Linked DNA regions of Mus musculus: regions 1 and 2 are each linked to region 3. Evidence: chromatin contacts called from public Hi-C data. All regions are on one chromosome and are shown on one strand. The core of a region is the stretch at or near the end of the contact, and the rest is flanking DNA. Distances in the headings are between cores, read along the strand shown. Region 1 has its middle 110 kb from the start of Gm32461. Region 2 has its middle 66 kb from the start of Gm32624. Region 3 has its middle 40 kb from the start of Gm32461.

What was found. Hi-C and Micro-C count contacts between places; a contact is called where the count stands out from the background.
Region 1: a contact with region 3 is called in a Hi-C map of uterus, with 1.9 times the contacts expected there. The contact joins two enhancer-like sites. A contact is called at or near these places in 1 of 39 promoter capture datasets (the 3T3-L1 cell line) and 5 of 484 Hi-C or Micro-C datasets (the 3T3-L1 cell line, 3T3-L1-derived adipocytes, embryonic fibroblasts and 1 more).
Region 2: a Hi-C map of uterus shows a contact between it and region 3, with 2.4 times the contacts expected there. The contact joins two enhancer-like sites. A contact is called at or near these places in 1 of 39 promoter capture datasets (the 3T3-L1 cell line) and 8 of 484 Hi-C or Micro-C datasets (the 3T3-L1 cell line, 3T3-L1-derived adipocytes, adipose-derived mesenchymal stem cells and 3 more).

What each region holds. Positions count from the first base shown.
Region 1 is chr16:86,693,135-86,695,880 of GRCm38.p6, forward strand. No RefSeq gene overlaps it. Among named protein-coding and RNA genes, the nearest start is that of Gm32461, 110 kb to the right of the region's middle. Within about 2 kb of position 1,472, at least 33 of the 459 cell types and tissues checked have an H3K27ac peak or open chromatin away from gene starts, as enhancers often do. A contact at or near this core is called in uterus, where this site is marked.
Region 2 is chr16:86,881,302-86,884,186 of GRCm38.p6, forward strand. No RefSeq gene overlaps it. Among named protein-coding and RNA genes, the nearest start is that of Gm32624, 66 kb to the left of the region's middle. Within about 2 kb of position 1,425, at least 25 of the 459 cell types and tissues checked have an H3K27ac peak or open chromatin away from gene starts, as enhancers often do. A contact at or near this core is called in uterus, where this site is marked.
Region 3 is chr16:86,764,847-86,767,751 of GRCm38.p6, forward strand. No RefSeq gene overlaps it. Among named protein-coding and RNA genes, the nearest start is that of Gm32461, 40 kb to the right of the region's middle. Within about 2 kb of position 1,430, at least 27 of the 459 cell types and tissues checked have an H3K27ac peak or open chromatin away from gene starts, as enhancers often do. A contact at or near this core is called in uterus, where this site is marked.

The DNA of each region.
Region 1 (2,746 bases), core at 222-2,721, 72 kb before region 3:
ATCTCCAGACTGACATAGTCATGCATATTTTCTCTTATATTTCATCTGGGAAGGCTGGACTTCCATACAGGATGGTAGTCATCAGAATTTCTTGTTATAACTGGCTTCATAGAAGTATACAACAGAGGTGACAGGAAGACGAGAGTTATACAACATCACTGATGACACTTGGTATTAGTCAGACTCAATAAAGGGGTTGCCTTCTCTAAATGAATGAAGATAAATGATTTATAAGGAGTTCTAATGTTGTATTAGTCAGGGATTTCTAGAGTTACAGAACTTATGGAATATCTCGTTATATTAAAGGAAATTATTGGAATGACTTACAGTCTGGAGTCTTAACTAACCCATTAGTGGGCACTTTGAATGGAAATCCAAGAATCTAGTAATTGCTCACTCCCACAAGGCTAGGTGTTTCAGCTGGTCTTCTGTACGAACAGGAATCCTGAAGAAGTAGGTTCCAACAGATGTGCTGGGAAGTAAACACAAACAGGCAGTGGAAAAGGAAGCCTTCATTATGTAGGCCTCTACCAGAGCATATGGCCCAGATTAAAGGTGTGTACCACCATGTCTGAACTTAAGCTATTCTTTACTTGGAATTTGCTCTGTCTCGTGCTCTTCTTGAACTCAGAGATCTGCTCGCCTCTGTCTCCTGTCATTAAATGTGTATACCCACCTTGCCAGGGCCTAAGGTTTTCGTAGTTACTATGTCAAGATCCAGATCACAAGCCTCAAGATCTGCAATACAGGTGTGCCCTACATTTCTGGATTGTAGTTCATTCTAGATGGGGTCAAGTTAACAACTAGGAATAGTGATCATAGAGGTATAAGTCAGATTTTAACTATGGTATACATGGGAAGAAAGTACATACAATCATAAATAAGATAACAAAGAACAAACTTCAAAGGAACATTACAAAATATAATTTACCTATCAAAAAGATCTTTAAAATGTCACCAATGAGAAAGTTTATGAGACCAGGAAAAAAAAAGGAACATTTTTAAATACATCGTCCATCTTCTTCATTCATTTTATTATTTCCGCATTTATTCATTCATGACACAAATATGTGGTAATGTCCTCTCTTAAGCCTCTAGGCTTTTATTAAACAAAGTAACTGTAACCACGAAGAGGCAAATATTTCATTCTTTGCTTCATGATGTTTACAATTTAATAGCACAAATTATACCCTTAAAAAAAAAAACCAATTGACTATAACCCTGGTAATAAAGACACCAACAATGTTTACATAATTCGTAAGTGAAAAAAAAAAACTATATGTAACAAAGATTAATGTAACATAAAATAATTAAATAAAGTGCATAGATGCATTCAGTTATTTAATCAAATAAGCTTAATTTAGGGCTTTGTTGTATCCCTAGGTTCATTCTAAATCATTAGGCCAATGCATAAACCATGTTCTAACAAAAACAGATGGTCCCCAGCACACAGGGCCACTCCATCTGCTCTGTAGTTCCACATGGGAATGGCTTCCTTTTGCTTACCAGCCCATCCCTGGTTCCAAGAAAACATGAGCCTCTTAAGGTCGAAAATCTAGTGGCTTGCAAGTCAGCTGGCAGTGTTTCTGCATTTTTAAGCAAGCTTGGATATCGTGGGGAGCTTAGTGTTCACTCTGAAACTGACCCTTCTGAGCCAAGTTCAGAGCAGTGCGAGTTATCAAAGCTGACAGGCTTTTGGCAAGTTGTTGAAGACTTTCAGGCCAGGATCCTTTCCAAACTCAGATGGGAACAATTAGGATAAATAATAGTTCTTGAAATGGCTAGTTCTTACTATGCCTTTTAAATGTATTTAGTGTGCAATAATGGAATTTATAGCTTATCTATAGCACACTATCTATTCAAAAGAAAACAGGATCTAATTGAAAGGTGAGACAGCCTTGAGAATTGCTAACCAAGAGTTGGGACAAAAATAACAAAGAGGTATTTTAAAAACCCTTACTTTTAAGATTTTATAAGACATAACTAAGTAATATACTATATATATACACATATATATCCTTTATATAAGTAATATACTATATATATATATATATATATATATGTATCCCCTAAACTTGTACCCCAACACCAAAAGCAATATTTAGGAAACCTTGTTCAAACATACTACATAGACAAAACACATACAGACACACAATTAAGGGATTATGACTACCCCTGCCCCAATAATCAAAGCTTTTGTTAGTATGCAATACAGACTTCTAAAGCTAGGAAAATATTGAGGATACACACATGATATTGGTATGCAACAAATTCAAGACACAGAATGGATGCAAACAAGAGAGCAACAGGAGATGCAAACCTTCTATATCAAGAATAACTCACTTGGTGTTGCTAATCTCTTGACTTCCTGCAGACTTGCTTTTGCTTTTCTTGGTTGTTTTACTTTATCTGTCCTAAGGGCAGAGAAATACAACGATCTCATGGTTGACATTCCAAACTTGGCCTATTAAAAAAATAAGGCTTTGACCCAATTAGTTGCAAGTAGAGTCATTAAACTATCGTAACACCTCTTCAGTGATTTTGTCAGCTTGGTGTTCTCGAACTTTTAACAAGAAAGATTATTGTTTATAATTATGCCTGAATTTTTAAGCTGGGTTAAAATGTTATTTATTTAAAGTTATAAGTACAGCTATATTTTCTACATATTAATAATTAGTTTTTGTGTGGTTTTTGCAGATATATTTTATCCATCATATGAATATCTTTATTGGTATAAAATGATAGT
Region 2 (2,885 bases), core at 175-2,674, 120 kb after region 3:
CCCTGGCCATAGGTACTATGTTTTATTATAGATATTTATTTTATTTTAGGAAAGCTGATGTTAACATAGTTTAGCCTTCACATAAAAGCTCAAATGAAGTAGTGCTCCAAATGATGTCTGTTAGAAATTTAAATGTTAAAGCAATTTCAAAACTTTTCTTAACAAGCAGATTCACTGCTAAATCACAAGACAGGTTCATTAAAAGACGATTAGTAATTTATAAAATATATAGTAACAATAAAAATAGTCACTAAAACTTCTATATTTTTTAATTGTGGTAAAAACTGGCATAGTAGGGTTTTCTTAATATGCATTCTTTGCTTCCTAACACTTGAAATTGTCGTAAAATTTAGAGAACATGTAGGATTTCCCCAATTCTTATTAGTACATGCTAGCTACTTTTTAGTAACTTTTCTAAATTTTGAGCACCCTGAGTTAAAAGGTTTTGAAAAGTCATTCTGCCACCTTGCGTTCCGTACTGTCAAGGCAGTTTTGTGCTTCTGGGAAACCACGGGAAATTTTCTGCCAACAGGGAAGTCTTAATTCTGAATCAGAATTCTAGAATCATCCTGGACTCCTCTGCCTGTATTATTGTTTCCAAGTTTTCATGAACCTATCACAGATATTTGTAACTCAATATATTCTTATGCCAGAGTACGGATTCAATTCTCATTATTTTTACTAAGATTTTGAAAGACAAATAACAAAACTTTAATTGAAACCATATGTGATTCTGTAAAAAAAAAAATGTTTTCTTACATATTCTTAACTGAATGACTAATTGATACATGAAAGTATACATATTGTATACTTTTTTAATGAAATATAAACAAAGAAAAACAAGCTTATATTTTAAATACTTCTTTTGTGTAAGTGGTGAACAACTTGTGTGTGTGTGTGTGTGTGTGTGTGTGTGTGTGTGTGTGGTGTGGTGTGTTTTGAACTCAGAAAACTAGAAAAAGCAAAACTCCAAAATTCCATAAAAGAAAAGAAAATAATACAAAAACCCAATGATAACAAAGGATTGTTGTAAATCAAGTTGAACATCAATAAATAGCCTCTCAAACCTACTTTATTGTGAGAACACAGTATGTAGTCTCAAGGCTATTGATGCAGGGCATCTTCATAATGGTTGACCTTGCTTTCTTAGGCATTTCTTTCCTTGATACGGAGACTCCTGAACTTTTTGTATTTCATTCTGTTCTTGAAAGTCATTGAAGGACTACATCAGAAATGTATAGATATGACAGTTGGGGTTGTAGGGAAAAGGTGGTTACGGTACTAGTCATAATCTTAAAGGGCCTTTTCCCTCCTCTTTCAGGGGGACTTTTAACTTACCACAAAATAACTGATTTGTGTGACTACAATCCCTCTGAGGAAATGATCAATGTGAACGGTGTGCTACTGCCATCTTGTGTCCGAAAAGAGTCCCTCAGTTTCTGTAGCATGCTAGTTGGAGTGAGGAATTCAGAAATGTTCTGAAACTAGCCTTCAGGCTTTTGCAGTAGAATGTAGGAGGGAGAACTTTAGGCTGTGGGTCTCACGAAGCAGCTGTTAAACCCAGAACGCATGACATTCTTGAAGCTGCCAGGGTGTGCATGACTTAACCTGCTCCCCTCGGACTTTTACTCTGAGATGATACTTTTAAAGTTTCGAGCAAAAATTGGAAGTCAGAGAAAGCAACAGATGAAGGCAAGAGAATAACACTTTATCACTAGAAACTACATGGAATTTTCAAATGTTAGAGCCATAACATTTTTCTCTAAGTCTTAGTGTATTAATCCAATATAGTCAGTCAATGCTTCAAAACTTGGGGTGCTTGAATTTAGAAAAAAAATCTTAAAGCCATCAACACTTTCAAAATCCTTTAATTCATTACATTACATCAAAAGAATTCTCAGCATTATGACTGTTAAATATCAGGCCAAGTTGCTGAGAGGATTTCACTATTGTACATAAATATCCAAAAGATGACCTTAGTACTTAGCTATTCTCAAAATCTACGCAATGTAAGAACAATCATGAATATTAGAAAGAGCACAGGAGTGACCCAGTGCTAATCTGCCAACCCAGCATGAACTTTCAGCATCCTCAAAACGCCAAGTACATCAAAGAGAATTCCTCACTCTGGAGAAATAAATGTGTCCTGAATCTCAGTGGAGAGACCAAGTATCACACTACTTCATCACCCAGAACTGAATCTACAAAATTATCTCAGCTATAGAAGCAACACCAGGTATTATGGGAGTATGTCCAGTCATCCCGTAACTTCTGTGACTGAAGGAATCTGAAGTAATCTTTTGGCTGAGAACTGGTCTTGGCTTTGCATTTGAAATCATAGGCAGTGATAGGCTGGTTTTCAGGCCAGGCACCGCCCACTGATGGATGCTTCTGCCTGGCTGCAAGCTGATCATCTGCAGATGGAGAATTGGGTCTCTGTTATCATCATTTCTTTTATCTGAAATCAATCTACTCTTGTTTTTAGACTTTGATCCTATAGTCAGCCTCCTATAAGACAGGCTTTGCCAGCACATCTATACAAAGATGAACTGCTAATGGGAGCCTCAGCTAAAATAACATGCACGGGTTTCCAGGCTGACTGTGACCCATCGATCCTTCCCTTAGCAAACATGTCTGACGTCAGGACCCCTGTACCTGTGCAAGTCCTTGCCAGAGAGGAGGCTAACAGGCAGAGCTGGCATGGACGTTAGGCTGCATTGTTCTAGTCTTGCCCATCTGATATTCCCGTCTGAGAGGAAGAGCTGTAGGAACTGATATAACTTTGGAAAGCCATACTTCCTTCCACTTCATGGTTCTTGACCAATGAAAACAAAGCACCACCAGCGGCAACACCAGATTTGCTTAGAAATCACAATAACAGACTA
Region 3 (2,905 bases), core at 180-2,679:
AGTTCGGGAGCAAATCTACAGATACAATCAGAAATAAATAAATTCTGATGACCCACTAACTCCTGACCTCTTTCCAGTCCACACTTGCCCAGGTCTCCAGCAACACCTTTCTACTCTCAAATGCTATGGAGGCAACTGTGTCAGATTGTAGATGTAATTAAGATCATGAACTACTTGTAATGTTATTGCTGTTGTTGTTATTATTGTTGTTAACATAATCATTAATTCAAACCATTTTGTCACATATAGCTGCTTGTTTTTACAGCTACATACTATTTTGTGTACTACATCATCTTTACCCATCAATCAATTCATAAACCCTTAGGATGTTTTGATTTCTTCTTTATAAAATAGTTCATTTAAAAGTATTTGTAAAATGTTCAATTAACATGAAATCAGTGTCAAAGGATATTAAAGTAGCTCAAGTGATGTCAACTGTGCTGTTTTTCATCTTTTACAATGCTAGGTGCTTCAGATGAGCTGATAACTCTGAAAAAATTAGCAGATTATACAACCTCTTTAAGTATTCCTTCCTAAATAAAGTAGATTAGCATTCAACGATCCCGATCAGAGTCATTCTTATGCCTTGACTTCTTGTACTCTTTCAAATTGTTTGTAAAGACCTTCTATACAAACATCACAGGAAATCATTGATACATGCGTGCATATGCACACACACACACACAGACACACACACACACAAGACTAAAGGGTGTGGATAAACAAGGTTACATTGTCTCTAAGGCTATGGAGAAAGAGATGGGACAATGGAGAGCTTGGGAGCAAGTCTACAGATACAGAAATCAGTTTCACACAAGAAAGGGCAGCAATGTAGGAAAGGGAAGGGTACAAAGTGATTGCAGAATCTTCCCTAAAATGAATGCTTTGAGGCAATTTCAATATCTGAATAACAAAAAGATTGTTAGCAGTAAATAGGACACTAAAAAAAAATCAATTATTCATGTAAAACAACTACAGCTGACTTCCACATTATTGAAGGAAATGTATTTGTCTGCTTCACTCCAAGTGTACATTATTTTTAAAGGAATGTTACAGAATTCAGCCAGAATGGAACATGAGAGAACATTATGTAAAAATCACTTCTTGTTTCAAATCTCTCAAAATCCCTGAGCCCTGTATCAGTACAGGCTCCTTACGAGGATGGAGTTCGGAACAATGTATAAAGCACAAGCGTTTGCTGTAACGATAGTCATTCTTGATTCACATTTTCATAACATCCTATTGTAATGTCCCTACCATGTTTATGCTGAAACACAACAAGGCTCTGTCAGGGATCCAACAAATGTGAAGGAGTTGGAGTCAATGTGGAATTCTCGATGTTAATATTTCCTTTCTGACCAAATGAGCTCCACATGTTTTCTGCTGCGACGAATCTCCTTCCTGTGGAATTAGGCATGCTCTGACTCATTCTTTATTTTTTGAGCACAACAATTTAATCCAGAGTAGTCCTCATTTCACATAGCCTGGGGCTCTTGGTTCATCGCTGTCTGCTGGCATTAGTGCTAAGCTACAGGGCAAAGGTGTGGAATTATAAGAGAAAGGTTCTCAGTACCCAGGTGCAGGCAAAAAAGCCTTGGCCAGTGACCTGCTAGAGAAAGGCTGTAGGTAGCCTGAGTCTGAAGAGAAAACACTGCTCAGATATCTGTTGATCTGTAGGTGTGATGAAATGCTCCAGAACAAATTTATGACATTTACATTAGACCTTTGGATTTAAATACGATGTGGCTAAATCTAAACAGCAATAAAGTGGAGCATGGAACTCCAGTGTGAATGTAAGGAGATGGTCATGAAGCTAAGGAATAACGGCAGAGATTCAAAACTAGCTCTTCAGGCCAAGAACTGGGTCTGAACCTTTTCACTACTCCTTCTAAAGCAGGTTGTTGCATAGGACATGAGAGCACAGATTAAAACATGAATAATGTTTTAATTACAGGTCAGAAAACTCAAGTGATTGTTAAGTCAGCAAAGCTGAGATAGCAACAGCTTCATCTACAACCAGCTCAGGTCTCAGTATCCTTTATCCTAGGCCTATCATTGTCTCCATCACTTCGATCACTCATGAGAACTAGATGCAGCCCATCACAGAACTCTGTAGAGTTTATAATAGTGAGCAAATATGGCACTAAGCAGAAAGTGAAAGACAGTAGGTATTTAAAGGACTGAATCATGCATTTTTATTTTTGTTGCCACCCTATCTAACGTGGTGTTCCAAGCATGATGATCCAGGCTGTGACCTACAGACTGTCTAGGTTTCTCTATTTCTATTTTCTTGTGAGTCACAATCACTGAAGAGGCCTGGTGCACGACAGGATTACATTGACAATTTGAAGAGCTTGTATGCCAGATAATGGAAGGGTAGTAAATGGCTGAGTGCAAGAGTGGGGAAAATGTCTTTGTGATTGGGAGGCTCATCAAGAAGTTCTTATGGGGTTCCCACACCAAACAACAACCTGATAGGCTGATGCTTTTGTTTCTATCAAATTTCAGAAATCGAAACCAAATGTGAGCAGAGCTAGCAAAACTTGAAAGCACATGTACAACATGTGACCCTGGGGGCCAGGAAAGTTTTTCAGAACCCTATGCTATCGGAGTTGCAGTGTGAGTGTGAGACACCAGATGTGGGTGCAGGAAAGAGAACCCAAGTCTGGAAAAGAAACCAGTGCCTTTCTCTTCTCTCTCACACATCTCTTCTCTTTCTCAGGCCCCAGCAGACATGTATATTTTGTTTTCTTCCAACTTATTAATCAGAAACTTCAAAACACAGAGACAACAAATCTAGAAACATTCCTTTTTGTTTGTTTGCTTGTTTTCTAATTCAATAACTCTTTTTATTAGATATTTTTTATTTACATTTCAAATGTTGTCCCCTTTCCTAGTTTTCTCT